Regions from separate parts of the Danio rerio genome. Here region 2 is linked to region 1. Evidence: chromatin contacts called from public Hi-C data. All regions are on one chromosome and are shown on one strand. The core of a region is the stretch at or near the end of the contact, and the rest is flanking DNA. Distances in the headings are between cores, read along the strand shown. Region 1 holds the start of kcnj11 (potassium inwardly rectifying channel subfamily J member 11). Region 2 holds the start of dusp8a (dual specificity phosphatase 8a).

Evidence for each region. A called contact is a pair of places that touch in the nucleus more often than the background predicts.
Region 2: a Hi-C map of embryo shows a contact between it and region 1, with 2.6 times the contacts expected there. The contact joins the promoter of dusp8a here to the promoter of kcnj11 in region 1. A contact is called at or near these places in 2 of 18 Hi-C or Micro-C datasets (caudal fin and embryo).

The regions. Positions count from the first base shown.
Region 1 is chr25:24,057,974-24,064,900 of GRCz12tu, forward strand. kcnj11 (potassium inwardly rectifying channel subfamily J member 11) reads left to right here and starts at 3,182. Exons shown (of 1, transcript NM_001039827.1): 1 at 3,182-4,327. The coding sequence starts at 3,182. The coding sequence ends at 4,327.
Region 2 is chr25:24,254,520-24,261,446 of GRCz12tu, forward strand. dusp8a (dual specificity phosphatase 8a) reads right to left here and starts at 3,943. Exons shown (of 7, transcript NM_200880.1): 1 at 3,873-3,943.

The DNA.
Region 1 (6,927 bases), core at 1,932-4,431:
TTGTTTATTTATTGCAATAACAACAAAAGATTTACAGTAAAATAAAACAGAATACAGTCTCTGCAAACTGTAGTTCATTTTCAACAATAAGGGAGTCATGAATTCATTTTAAGTAGCCTATAACAAACGTATGAGAGTATTAAGGGGGAATCGAGAGGTCATTTCTTGTAATAAAATGCATTCATTATTTTTAGTTATTACATTATTTTATTATAAGTAGAAGACTTATTTTAGTTGATATTTGGGTTATTCACTCAAATATATCATTTAAATTGGCTGATATTTTAGAAATTATGGGATGTGTTGGGAAAAAATGCATTGAGTGTGTTAACTAGTGACATAAGGTGTTAAGAAATGGAACCGTTTTTTGCAGTCTACAGTATAACTTGCAGAATTACATACAAAAATATTTTAGAGCCAAATGTGGTATGGCATTCAATAGTAAAGACTCAATAGTAAAGAACGAATGTCTTGTCATAAGCAACCCTTGCTAATGTGTTAATGTATCACTATTCACATATACGATTATGGAGTGTAATAAACTATGAATGAATAACATTATATTTTATTATGTTCTATTATTTAAACAATTTGCTAATGAAATGATTATATACAGTTGAAGTCAGAATTATTAGCCCCCCTGTTTATTTTCCCCAATTTCTGTTTAACGGAAAGAAGATTTTTTTCAACACATTTCTAAACATAATAGTTTTAATAATTAATTTCTAATAACTGATTTATTTTATCTTTGCCATGTTGACAGTAAATAATATTTGACTTGATATTTTTCAAGACACTTCTATACAGCTTAAAGTGACATTTAAAGGTTTAACTAGGGTAATTAGATTAACTAGGCAGGTTAAGGTAATTAGGCAAGTTATTGTATAACGATGGTTTGATTTGTAGACTATCGAAAAAAAATAGCTTAAAGGGACTAATAATATTGACCTTAAAAAGGATTAAAAAAATTTAAAACTGCTTTTTCTCTAGCCGAAATAAAACAAAGTAATGCTTTAAATAATATATAATGCTTTTTTAAACCTTATAAACAGTTTGAAATTGTTATATCTTATATTGAAATGGATTTTCAATAGGTTCTTAAATACATAAAAAATGATTATATTGGTAATTAAATGAATAGGCTAGGTTTATCAAACACTGTAAGAAAAAAAATCATAAAAAAAAGGTCAAATGACTGGCAGCTACGGCTGCCAAACAAAAAACATAAAATTACGGTAAAATGTCTTAGTTGAAATAAAGTGCAAAAAATAATAAATATACAGATATTTTCATTAAAATGTTTACAGAAAAACACTGTTATTTTACAGACTTTTCCTAGATTATTATGATCAAATCCATTCAATAAAGGTATACACTAAGAGTTTTACAAAGAAACACTATTATACAGACTTCTCCTAGATTATTATGATCAAACATCATCAATAAAGTGACTGCACTAAAAGTTCAAGAGAAAACAATGTTACTTAAAAGACTTTTCCCTGAATCATTACGATTAAACACCTTTAATAACATGCCAAGACATGCTCATGATCGTAATTTAACAGTTTTAATTTGGATCAAAAATTTTTGGAAAAAACAACAAACGAGATACAACGGATTAAAATTCTCACAACTTTAAAATTACAGTTGTTACATTTTATTAAATAGTGTTTATGTAAAACATGTAGAGGTTTTAGTTATATGGAATAATTCAGTTACAGATCTTAAATGAAATGGAACTGTAACATGAAGGGGACGCTGAGTGCAGGGGACAAATGAGTGCAGATCCAAAGGCAAGCAACAGTCAACACAGGAGTAACAGATGTAACATTTTGCAGGGAATCCAGAGTCATGATCAAATAACAGGCAAATGGTCAGTCCCGCAGCAAACAACATAAACAATTAACAAGCAAAGCAAGGCAAGGCAAGGCAAAAGAAGAGAAACGCGTCATAATGTTCACAGTAGCAGCATAACAAGACTAAGCAATTGGTGCGTGCGTCTGTGCTGCTTTTAAAGTGCATGTAATCAGTTCATAATGATCCTCCGACTGTGTGTGTGCAATCAGCGGAATCTGAAACAGGTGTATGTGAGCACTCTTAGTGTGTTACTTTATTAAATGGATTTGATCATAATAATCTAGGAAAAGTCTGTAAAATAACAGTGTTTCTCTGTAAACCTTTTAATGAAAATATCTGTTGATTTATTATTTTTTGCACTTTTTTCAACAAAGAAATTTTACCTTAATTTTATGGTTTTTGTTTGGCAGCAGCAGCTGCCAGTCATTTGACCTTTTTTTTACTTTTTTTTTTTTTTTTTTTTTACAGAGCAAGTAATTACAATTTATTACTTTCATTTTACTTAATGTTAAATGTACTTAAAAACATGAAAAAACATTGTAAATAATATGTCAATGTTTTTGTAAAAAACAGACAAATTGCTGTAATTTGTCATTACTTATATAGTACATAAAATAACAGTCAAGCCGTTAATTTACAGAAAATGTTTGTGATTTTTACGAACTTTTGAAAATAATTTAAAATAACAGAATACTGTATAAATAATACTGTAATTTCCCTGTATAAAAAAACACAAATGTCAGTAATTTGTCTTTAATAATAAAGTACCTAAAATGAAAGTCAAACGGTTAATTTAGAGAGATTGGTTGTTATTTTACTAAGTTTTGAATATAATGTGAAATGACAAAAAAAATACAGTAAAAAATTTAAGGATATTTTCTGTAAAATTAGTTTTTTTTTAACAGTGTAGGGAAAGAGATATCTACAAACGCTTTTTGCTGTAATGAGCAGGCTAAATCATCAATGACTATAGTACAGATAGTAATGCAGCCCTCACTGTCATGGGTATAGTGGTCTGTACAGAACATGTCTTTTAATTATTGACGCAGAGCGGTTTTTTGTGGTAAAGTTCGCGTTTTGCACGCATGCCCTGTGTCTGCTCTGTGCAGCGCAGTCACATCTGAGGATGTGTGAGAAAATATCCGGTTGCAATTGACAGGCAGCGGCAGCCGGTGAACTAAAAGCGGCGCCTTCCCACGGGACCTCCTCACCTCTAGTGAGCGAGTGCGCGCGCAGCGCCAGGACGGACACGCGGAAAGTGCGCAAAAGCTGTGCCATGTTACAACTTAGCAGCGCGCCAGCGAAACAGTAGCATGGACCAGCAATGTTGTCCAGAAAAGGACTCATTCCCGAGGATTATTTGTTGACTCGGTTGGCGGAGGATGTGTTACAGCCAAAATTCAAGACTAAACAGCGGAAAGCGCGATTCGTCGCCAAAAACGGAACGTGCAACGTCGCGCACACGAACATTCGCGAACAGGGACGGTTTCTACAGGACGTGTTCACCACTTTGGTGGATCTGAAATGGCTTCATACTCTGGTGATCTTCACCATGTCCTTCCTGTGCAGTTGGCTTTTGTTCGGGATGATCTGGTGGCTGATCGCCTTCGCGCACGGAGACCTGGATTTGAAAGGCGAGGACTTTGTGCCGTGCGTAACGGACATCCACTCGTTCTCCTCCGCCTTTCTGTTCTCCATCGAGGTGCAGGTGACCATCGGCTTCGGAGGACGGATGATCACGGAGGAATGCGTTTCGGCCATCGTCATACTTATTCTTCAGAACATAGTGGGTCTTGTGATAAACGCCATCATGTTAGGATGCATCTTCATGAAAACGGCGCAAGCAAACCGGCGAGCGGAAACGCTCATCTTCAGCAAACACGCGGTGATAACTGTCCGAAACAACAAGCTGTGCTTCATGTTTCGCCTTGGTGACCTGAGGAAGAGCATGATTATCAGTGCCACCGTCCACATGCAGGTGGTAAGAAAGACCGTCACCAGCGAAGGCGAGATGGTGCCTTTGGACCAGATAGACATCCAGATGGACAACCCGGTGGGAACCAACAGCATCTTTCTGGTGTCCCCCCTCATCATCAGTCACACCATTGACAAAAACAGCCCTCTGTATGATCTGTCCGCGGACGATTTACTGCATGAGGACATCGAGGTGATTGTCGTCCTGGAAGGGGTCGTGGAGACCACCGGCATCACCACTCAAGCGAGGACCTCTTACCTGTCCGAGGAGATTTTATGGGGTCATAGGTTTGTGCCTACGGTGTCTGAGGAGGACGGGATGTATGCTGTGGACTACTCGAAGTTTGGAAACACGGTTAAAGTGGCGACGCCGAACAGCAGTGCGCGGACTCTCGAGGAAGCGGGAGGGATGGAGAGGTTCAAACTGCAGGAGACCAGCGGCGCATGCGCAGCAGTGAGGAGAAGAGTCAAACACCCAAACACCAAAGAAATGTGACTTGCTTCTATCATTATCCTCCTGAGACACGACAAAAGTTTTTTTTAAATATAGATTTTTTTTTTCAAATAATAAATCTCCGCAATTTGATATATTAAACATGTTTAATGTAAATCAGAGATCGATTTATATTGTCTTAAAATTAATAAAAAATTAAATGATCAATTATATCAGGTTTGATTCGCATTTTGGCGATCAAATACAATCAATGTACACGTGCTTTTACATACAGAACATTTTAAATACACATGTTTATTTTCATGTTTTAAAAATGATGTGGAAATTAAATGTCAAATATGAGTGAATCTTCCAACATCACTCAGACTAATAGATATATTTATGTAAAAAGAAAACTATAAGCAACATATGCTATAAATGCATACATAAAAGAAGGTGATCATGCTAACGTTTATTACGCTTAAAATTATTAAAAACGTTTTGTTGAAAAAAAAAATCTGAATGATTTAAAATAATTATTTTCATGGGGGGGGGGGGGGGGGGGGGGCACTATGACCTTTTTTATGTGTCATTAAACGATTCTTCTAAAAATGTGCCTGACAATTATTGTTATTTTTTTAATAAACTTTTATTCTAGTCAATATTATTTGTATTACTTTTTTCCTCAGAAAAATACATTTAAAAAAAGGACACTATCTGTATTATGTTTATTGTTTTGATGACAGAAAATTCATTTTCGTCTTTCTCTCATTTAAGATGCATTATTAAAATCATTTATTATTGATATCAACAAAACCGACATGTCCACTACTGTGGCCAAATAAATAAGCAGATCTCAGGAGGTAATGGGGAAATACTATGTTTGTATGTATAAACACTAGAGCATTATTATAGAGAGATTGTTGGCTATATTTTACTGTTGAAAACGTTTTTTTCTTCATAAAAAGATCTCTTAGTGAGGCTATGCTCGTTTGATTAAAGCTCTCAGGGTATTGAATAACTGCATATGCAATGGAAATGCGCATGATGTTTAATAAAATGAATATTTTATGCTTGCCTTATTATATAAAGCAGCCTGTTTATTAGTACTGCTCATGTTTTAGATGTGTGCCACATATTAACATTTTATAAATAGCAATGGGCTTTGCTATGGTTTTCACATGGGTGGTTTTCCTACAGTCTAACTTGGTTTATTTTATGATAATACATTTTGGTGCTCCGGATGCTGCTAAGAATTTAATTAGCACGTGTCAACGTTGCTTGGCAACCGTCTTAGTCAGGTTAATTAATATTCATGAGCCAAGTTAGGCTCGTTTGAGGTGCGCCTCGCCTTGACTGCAATGTAAACGAGAGCAGGTGGCTGCAGTAAGAGGAGGGCTCAAAAATTACACCAGAAGTCAAGTCGGACACTTCCCGAATCTCGCTGTTTTGCCACCTGGAAATGTCACCAGTGACGGAGATTGCACTAACGTTTTTTATCGTAGACGAATGACCTCATGAAAAAATACTATGGTGATTTATAGTAAATATTATAGTGTTTTTGAACGTTTTTTCAGTATTGGGTTATGTTTATTGTTGCGATACCAGAGCAACTATAGAATTTAAATAGGCTTTTTTGATTCATGCATTCGTTTTCTTGTCGGCTTAGTCCCTTTATTAATCCGGGGTCGCCACAGCGGAATGAACCGCCAACTTATCCAGCAACTTTTTACGCAGCGGATGCCCTTCCAGCCGCAACCCATCTCTGGGAAACATTCACACACACATTCACACACTACGGATAATTTAGCATACCCAATTCACCTGTACCGCATGTCTTTGGACTGTGGGGGAAACCGGAGCACCCGGAGGAAACCCACGCGAACGCTGGGAGAACATGCAAACTCCACACAGAAACGCCAACTGAGCCGAGGCTCGAACCAGCGACCCAGCCACCTTCTTGCTGTGAGGCGACAGCACTACTGCGTCACTACTAGCTTCGGCCCGGCTATTAATATGGCTCAAAACACTTCAGTATTCCTATAATTTACTGTAGTAGCTATTATTTAATGTGGCAGTGGATGCAATTGAAATATCTCAGTTTTTACAAAAAGATGGTCACAATCACAGTAGATGAGCAGCTCATTGCTTAAAAGGGTGTATTTAAAATATAAATTTGTATATTTAACAAATGTTAAAAGAATGACTAAATAAACAGCTTATACAGCAAGAAAGCTTTCAAGAAGTCTCATTTGGCTACATTTTAAAAATAGCTATAGCAAGATGCTTTTGAGTGACAGGTCATGACAAATGTTTGTTTGACATAAAGAAATTCTTAAAGGGGTTTTGTTATATTGACATGCTTATCAGGCCTTTATAAACTCCAGCCAGACTAAAATAAACAGCCTAAGAGTTTCTCCAAAAAAAAAAAAAATGCAACTGTAGGAAAGACTGTGAAAATGTTCTTGGTCTATTAAACATGACTTTTGACTACACGTGTGTGTGTGTGTGTGTGTGTGTTTTGTTTACTACACCACTTTCACTTTTCATATGAAACCACACAAAGATGAGGCATAATGGCAAAGCAGTCTGATTACCTTTGTATGTATATGCATGTATGTGTGAATTGGATTGACTTTCAATAAATAAATGCATAAAAATTA
Region 2 (6,927 bases), core at 2,693-5,192, 200 kb after region 1:
TCAGAGTAATGCATACTACTACTCTGAAATCTATCTATCTATCTATCTATCTATCTATCTATCTATCTATCTATCTATCTATCTATCTATCTATCTATCTATCTATCTATCTATCTATCTATCTATCTATCTATCTATCTATCTATCTATCTATCTATCATCTATCTATCTATCTATCTATCTATCTATCTATCTATCTATCTATCTATCTATCTGTCGTATTATTTAAATCTTTTAATGTCAATAAAAGAATAATAACATTCTAAGTAAATATATTATGTATGAAAGATTTAAAACATGTTGATTATTATTATCAACATTAGCAATCATAATTTGTTATCAATAATAATAATAATAATAATAATAATAATAATAATAATAATAATAGTAATAATAATAATAATAAATAGAATATTTTTTCTATCTATCTATCTATCTATCTATCTATCTATCTATCTATCTATCTATCTATCTATCTATCTATCTCTGAGCAATGAATAATGAGGATATTGCACTATTTATTGTATATCAATTGAATAATATAATAATAATAATAATAATTTACACAACAGAGAGTGTGTTTTAAAACGTCAGTATCTAACATTATTAATTGAAATATCAGTTATAAATCAGTGATTAATAATCAGTTATGGAGAGCATAATACAAAATATCTACCAAACATTTATATTATTTTAAAATTGTTTATAAACAATCAAAATAAATATAAATATAAAATTAAACACATGATTCTTTGTTAATTATTTATTACTATTACTTATTGTTATTACTACTATTACTTATTAATATTATTATACAACAAAATATTATTATATTCAGTATGTATTATTATTGTTATTATTGTTACAATTATTATTATTTTACAATAAAATATTATTATATTCAGTATGTATTATTATTATTTATTTATTTATTTATTATACAATAAAATATTATTTTCAGTATGTAGGTATTATTATTATTATTATTATTATTATTATTATTATTATTATTATTATTATTAATAAAAATATGATTGCTACTGTTGATAATAATGATCAAAATTTATAAAATTATACATTATTATATATCTATTTATTAGAATGCTATTATTCTTATATTTACATTCAAAGATTCAAATAATACAGAACATTTTTCAAGGCTTACTTTATTATTCTTTCAAGTTAATTACAAATAAAGATCAAAATAGATGCAAATATAAAATAAAAACATAATTATTTTAATGATTATTGTCTTCAATTTAATGTTCCATTATTACTAACAATATCAACAATAATATTTTAATTATTTTGGAAAATAGCACTTTATTATTATTATCATTATTATTTAGTAATTATTATATTGTTTATTAGGACTGCACAATATATAATTTCAGCATCGATATCGCAATGTGTGTATCCATAATAGTCACATCGCAAAGATATGCAATGGCCAGGTTGAATTGTAGCTGACCAGGAGCTACAGAATTGTATTTAATCACTGTATTTATACAGAATTTATATGATTTATCTAAAAAAAATCTTTTTTTTCTTAGAATTTCTTACTTTTGTTTTTAGTCCAAGTATCTACATTTCAAAGCAAAAACAAGTTTATTAAACTTACCCAACTGGCAGATCATATCCTTAAAATAATCTAAATTCTTTATTTCTTTTCGTTTATTTTTTCTGACGGTTAAACCTAACCAATAATTTAATTGCTCTAAGAATTCTTTTTGATATTTGGACTGGAAACAAGACAAAACAAAGTAAGAAAAGCATTTATTTACATTGTGATTATTCAATTTCTCTACCCGAATACTGTTCGACTACCCAGAAAACCATCAAATGGTGCTGTTCGAACTATCTTGTGAATCCATATTCATATCGCAATATTAATTGCAGAGAAACAAAATATTACAATATCAGATGTTTCCAAATCTTGGAGCCCTATTGTTTATTGTTAATATCATTTAATGGCCTAAAACACATAAATATAAATAAATATTTAACTTACTTATGATTATTTAATAGGAAAAAAAATACACGGAGTCGATAAACGATATTAAATTAAATCACGATAAAATTTTTGTAAATAACAATGATAAGCTCTGGACTTTTTTACTCTATATTGATCTAAATGCATCACTGTGGCGCAGTGGGTAGCACGATCGCCTCACAGCAAGAAGGTCGCTGATTCGAGCCCCGTCTGGGTCAGTTGGCGTTTCTGTGTTGAATTTGCATGTTCTCCCCATGTTCACAGGGGTTTCCTCCGGGTGCTTCTGTCTCCCCTACAGTCCAAAGACATGTGCTATAGATGAATTAGCAAAGCTAAATTGTCCATAGTGTATATGTGTGAATGTAAGGGTGTATGTTTCCCAGTGTTGGACTGCAGCTGGAAGGGCATCCGCTGAGTAAAAAAGTGTGCTGATTAGAGATGTACCGAAAATGTTGCTGTATTTGAAAAAATGCTATGTAATATGCTTCATTTAATGAACCCTCTAAATTTTTGTGGCTTCAGTTATTGTTGGGGTACTCTTTTAAATTTGAAAGCATTAACAGCTTATATCGAAATATATATTGTTCTTGTGCAATATGGATTTTTGCCATATCGCCCAGCCCTATTATAATGCATCATTCAAAGTTATACTTAATATACAAAACATGAGCATATGTAACATTTACTTAATTTACTACCAGCATTTTATGCTGCTATATTATTAATAGCAACAACAATATATTGTTAATATAGTTAATAATTGATTATAAAAATAAAATCAAATGTTTCTATTAATAGTTTACATATTTTTTTATTTAATTTTTTTTATTATGCAAGAAAGAACATTTACAAAGATACAATATGAACAAAGAGACAATAAATAAATACATAAATAAATTTCCAGCAAATTAAACAAGCTTAAATGATTTACAGAAAGAAAGAGTTTTATACGCAATAAAATTGTTAAAGTCTTTTACTTAGTTTACATATAAATCGATGTATTTTCTTAAAGTTAAAAAGTACCATTTCTTTGAAAGCTTACATTTAAAGGATGTAAAATTGCTAGAAAAAGCAATGAATTATTAATAAATTTGCAATGAGAAGGATCTAAGTTCAGAGAGTAACTAAAAAATACAATGTTTGGGGAAATACTAAAGTTGGAAATAAGAATTGTTTAAAAAAATTAGAAAAGTCAACCCAAAACACTTTACAGTAAGTGCATTTGCAAAATAAATGTTTTAGTGTTTAGTCATATTGAGTACAAAATGAGCATTTGTTTTGTATTTATTGGGTAGCAATTATGAATTAATTTGAGACTTCGACAGCTTTGTTAGACAAAATATTTTGGTTTAGCCTATATTTAGAGAAAGAAATATGATTGCTTGACGACGTTATTGATTCATTGCAAACAATGAATGTGTTACAAATGCAAGGAAATATAGACGGACATTTTGTTATATAAAAATGGATTTCCATGGAGTAAATAAATAAAACATTGCACAATCCTGATGCTAGGTATTCATGCAGACGACGAAATATAATAAAGATGCAACGAGACTGAATGTAAACATGACATGACAAGTCAGTAAGAATAAAAACAAACAAATACTACTATTAATCATTAAAACCAGTTATTCTACCGCATGGCACAACAATGACCATACTATCTTATTCAACGGCCGACTGACAATACATTACGAGCGCCCAGTCTGCTTTAAGATGTCATTGAGGCACATTGTTGCCCACATTCAGACACACGCGTACGTCCATCCCCAAAGCTACAGTCGCCATTCGACTATCAACAAATAAAGCCAAATGCAGTCCTAAATGTGAGAGCTCAAATATCAATACGCCCCTTTCTTTCATAGCCCGCACTCACCTCCGTTTGCCCCGATTCCGTGTATTTCAGCTGCTCTCCATGTAGGGCACTGTGCTCCGACGGGAAGCCATTCGCCAGCAGACGTCACAAGTGTATACTAATCATGAGTCTGGACGGGTACTGCTGTCACATGCAAATATAAGCATCAAAAGCCCGTCATTCTTCTATATCGCACGCGGGGCCAGCGAGTGACACCGTGGCGAATAAAGAGATAAGCTATAGTAGATATTAGCCAGACGAGGGGGGGGAACAGAAGGTGCACTTAGGCACTATAAATGAACTAAAGATGAGGTCATGGTTCAGGAGGGAAAAAATGCCGTTGACGTCACCTCCAGCCAATGGGAGCCCATGGCCCAGGGGGTTAGCTGACGTCAGCGCGCTGATCCGCAGATTAAAGGGACACTGAGGTTTTAAAGAGAGCTGCGCGTTGGGGCTAGTGCGCACTTTGTAGGTCACTCGCTGGACAGGCGCTTAAGCCTGTGCTGAATGTTTCCAGCCATTTTGTGTATTTTATACTAAAATAAATTACACAAATCACACGATCTGTGTTTCATTTTTACTCAGAATTAATACTACGTAATAGCTACATTTTATGACAATTTCAATTTTGTTGACTACATTTTATTCGTTTTAAAGTACGCTGAAGGTTTTACGCGGGCGTCCTCCTCTGGAGGAAAAGGAGAATCGACTGTTCTCGTTTTATTTATTTATTTTAAGTTACAGGGAAGGTCTGTCATCTAGCGGTAAAAAGTTGTATTACACAGTTTATTTAGCTGCTCATTAGCTTCCAGGTGATGGGTTGCTGGAAGGGCATACGCTACGTATAACATATGCTGAATAAGCATGGCGGTTCATTCCGCTGTGGCAACCCCAAATTAATAAAGGGATTAAGCCAAAAACAAGATGAATGAATGAATGCTGCTCATTAGTAAGTAACTTGGATTCATATGCCCATAATCAGTCAAGCTCAGGGGTGCCCAAGCTTTTTCTTATGAAGGGCCAAAAACCAAACTTGAATGAGGGCTGTCAGCCAAAGGTAAATATACCAAATGTATTACACTAAAGTTTCCATTGTTCTAATTTATTTCCTATTTAAAAAAAAGTATAAAATAAAAAGTATAAAATAACATATTATAGTATAACAATGGAGTTGTATGCTTAATACACTAAGCCTCGTCAAAGTCTTGATATTCATCTTTATCTGTCAAGTAACAGTATTTACTTTAAAAATATATTTATTTATTTACAAACAAAATACAAATCAAACATATCAAAGGTTACATTAAATTCAGTGATATAAAGTAACAAATTACAAATTCTCAAATTACTGTAATTAAGTAGTTTTTCTCAGGAATTGTAAATTACTAAGTAGTTTTTAAAATGTGTACTTTTACTTTCCCTTGAGTACATTTTGAGAGCAGTATTGGTACTTTTACTCCACTACTTTCCTTCAACTTGCAGTCACTACTTTATTTTTCCTGTCTATGGGGATTAGGAAAATCAGTCCTGTGATTCCTGTCCAATCAAATCGCTCAAAAAGGTAAATCTCATCATAATTATCTACCTGAAGACATGGGCGATTTAAAAATGCAGCAAACTCTTTTGGAAGCATTAAAATGTCCAAGAAGATGTCAAAAATCTGTACATGCATTGACTCAGAGACTGTTTCGATGCATGTCACTGATGAGAAGAAGAAGGATGTTTACTGAAGACCAAAATGGCCCTAAACACCCAACAGGCACAAGATGTCAACAAGACATTAAATTGACGTTGTGCCCAAACCATATGGGGACATTGTATTTTGTTTGGAAATGAAAATCAGATTGACATCAAAACCCAACGTCAGGCTGACATCAACGTCCAATCTAAAATCAACCAAATGTCAACGTCTAATGATGTTACAGCTTGACGTTGTGTGGACGTTACCACTATGATGTCTATTAGATGTTGGGTTTTGGTTGCCATACCTGACGAATAAATGTCAGGATTTTTACATCAATATGACGCTGGTTTAAGATGTTGGCTCGACATTGGATTTTGGTCACTTAACACAACATAAAATCAACCAAATATCAACATAATTTGACAACATTACTGGACAACGTCATTTGACAATATTATTAGACATCAAAACAACGTTGTCCTTAGATGCTGGCTAGACATTGAATTTTGGTCACTTGACATCACAACCTAAATCTAACCTAATATTAACATCTTACGACGTTGTGTTCCTGCTGCGCAATAACTAAACGCACTACAGAATGTTACGTTTACACACATCCGCAAATTACATGTAAATGCATCACCTTTTAACAGTGTAATACTACCGACTACTCTTGAGTACTTTTGACAGGTCTGTATACTTTGAGTACTATTTACAACAGATACTTTTACTCTACTTGCACTAATTTTTTTAGGCAAGTAATGGTACTTTTACTTGAGTATGATTTTTTAGTACTCTTTCCACCACTGATTAAATTTGGAATGATGATCTCTGTCAAAGATATTCTTCCCAACCACCTCCCAATCATTCTCCCACTCTTTCCAAATGGGATGGTAGGCCAAATCAAAAGTAAGAATGGGCCAACACAGGCCCTAGTTTGGGAATCTCTGGTCTAGCTGATACAATGTGTGTTAAAAAATTGTTTTTCACAGACTAAAAATAAATAAATTAATTCGCTCTTTTATTTTAACCAAGTTGTTTCCAAGACTAGCTCTATTACCCTCATTCATTCATTTTCTTATTGGCTTAGTCCCTTTATTAATCAGGGGTCGCCACAGCAGAATGAACTGCCAACTATTCCAGCATATGTTTTACGCAGCTGATGACCTTTCAGCCACAACCCATCACTGAGGAACACCCATACACTCTCATTCACACACATAACCTACGGACAATTTAGCTTATTCATTTCACTTAGTGCATGTCTTTGGACTGTGGGGGAGCACCTAGAGGAAACCCAGGCAAACTGCTGTGTGGAGCTAGTTTATGAACACATGACAGCAAGTTTACTGTGTCAAATATAAATATCTGCAGTAAGTTAACAAAAATACA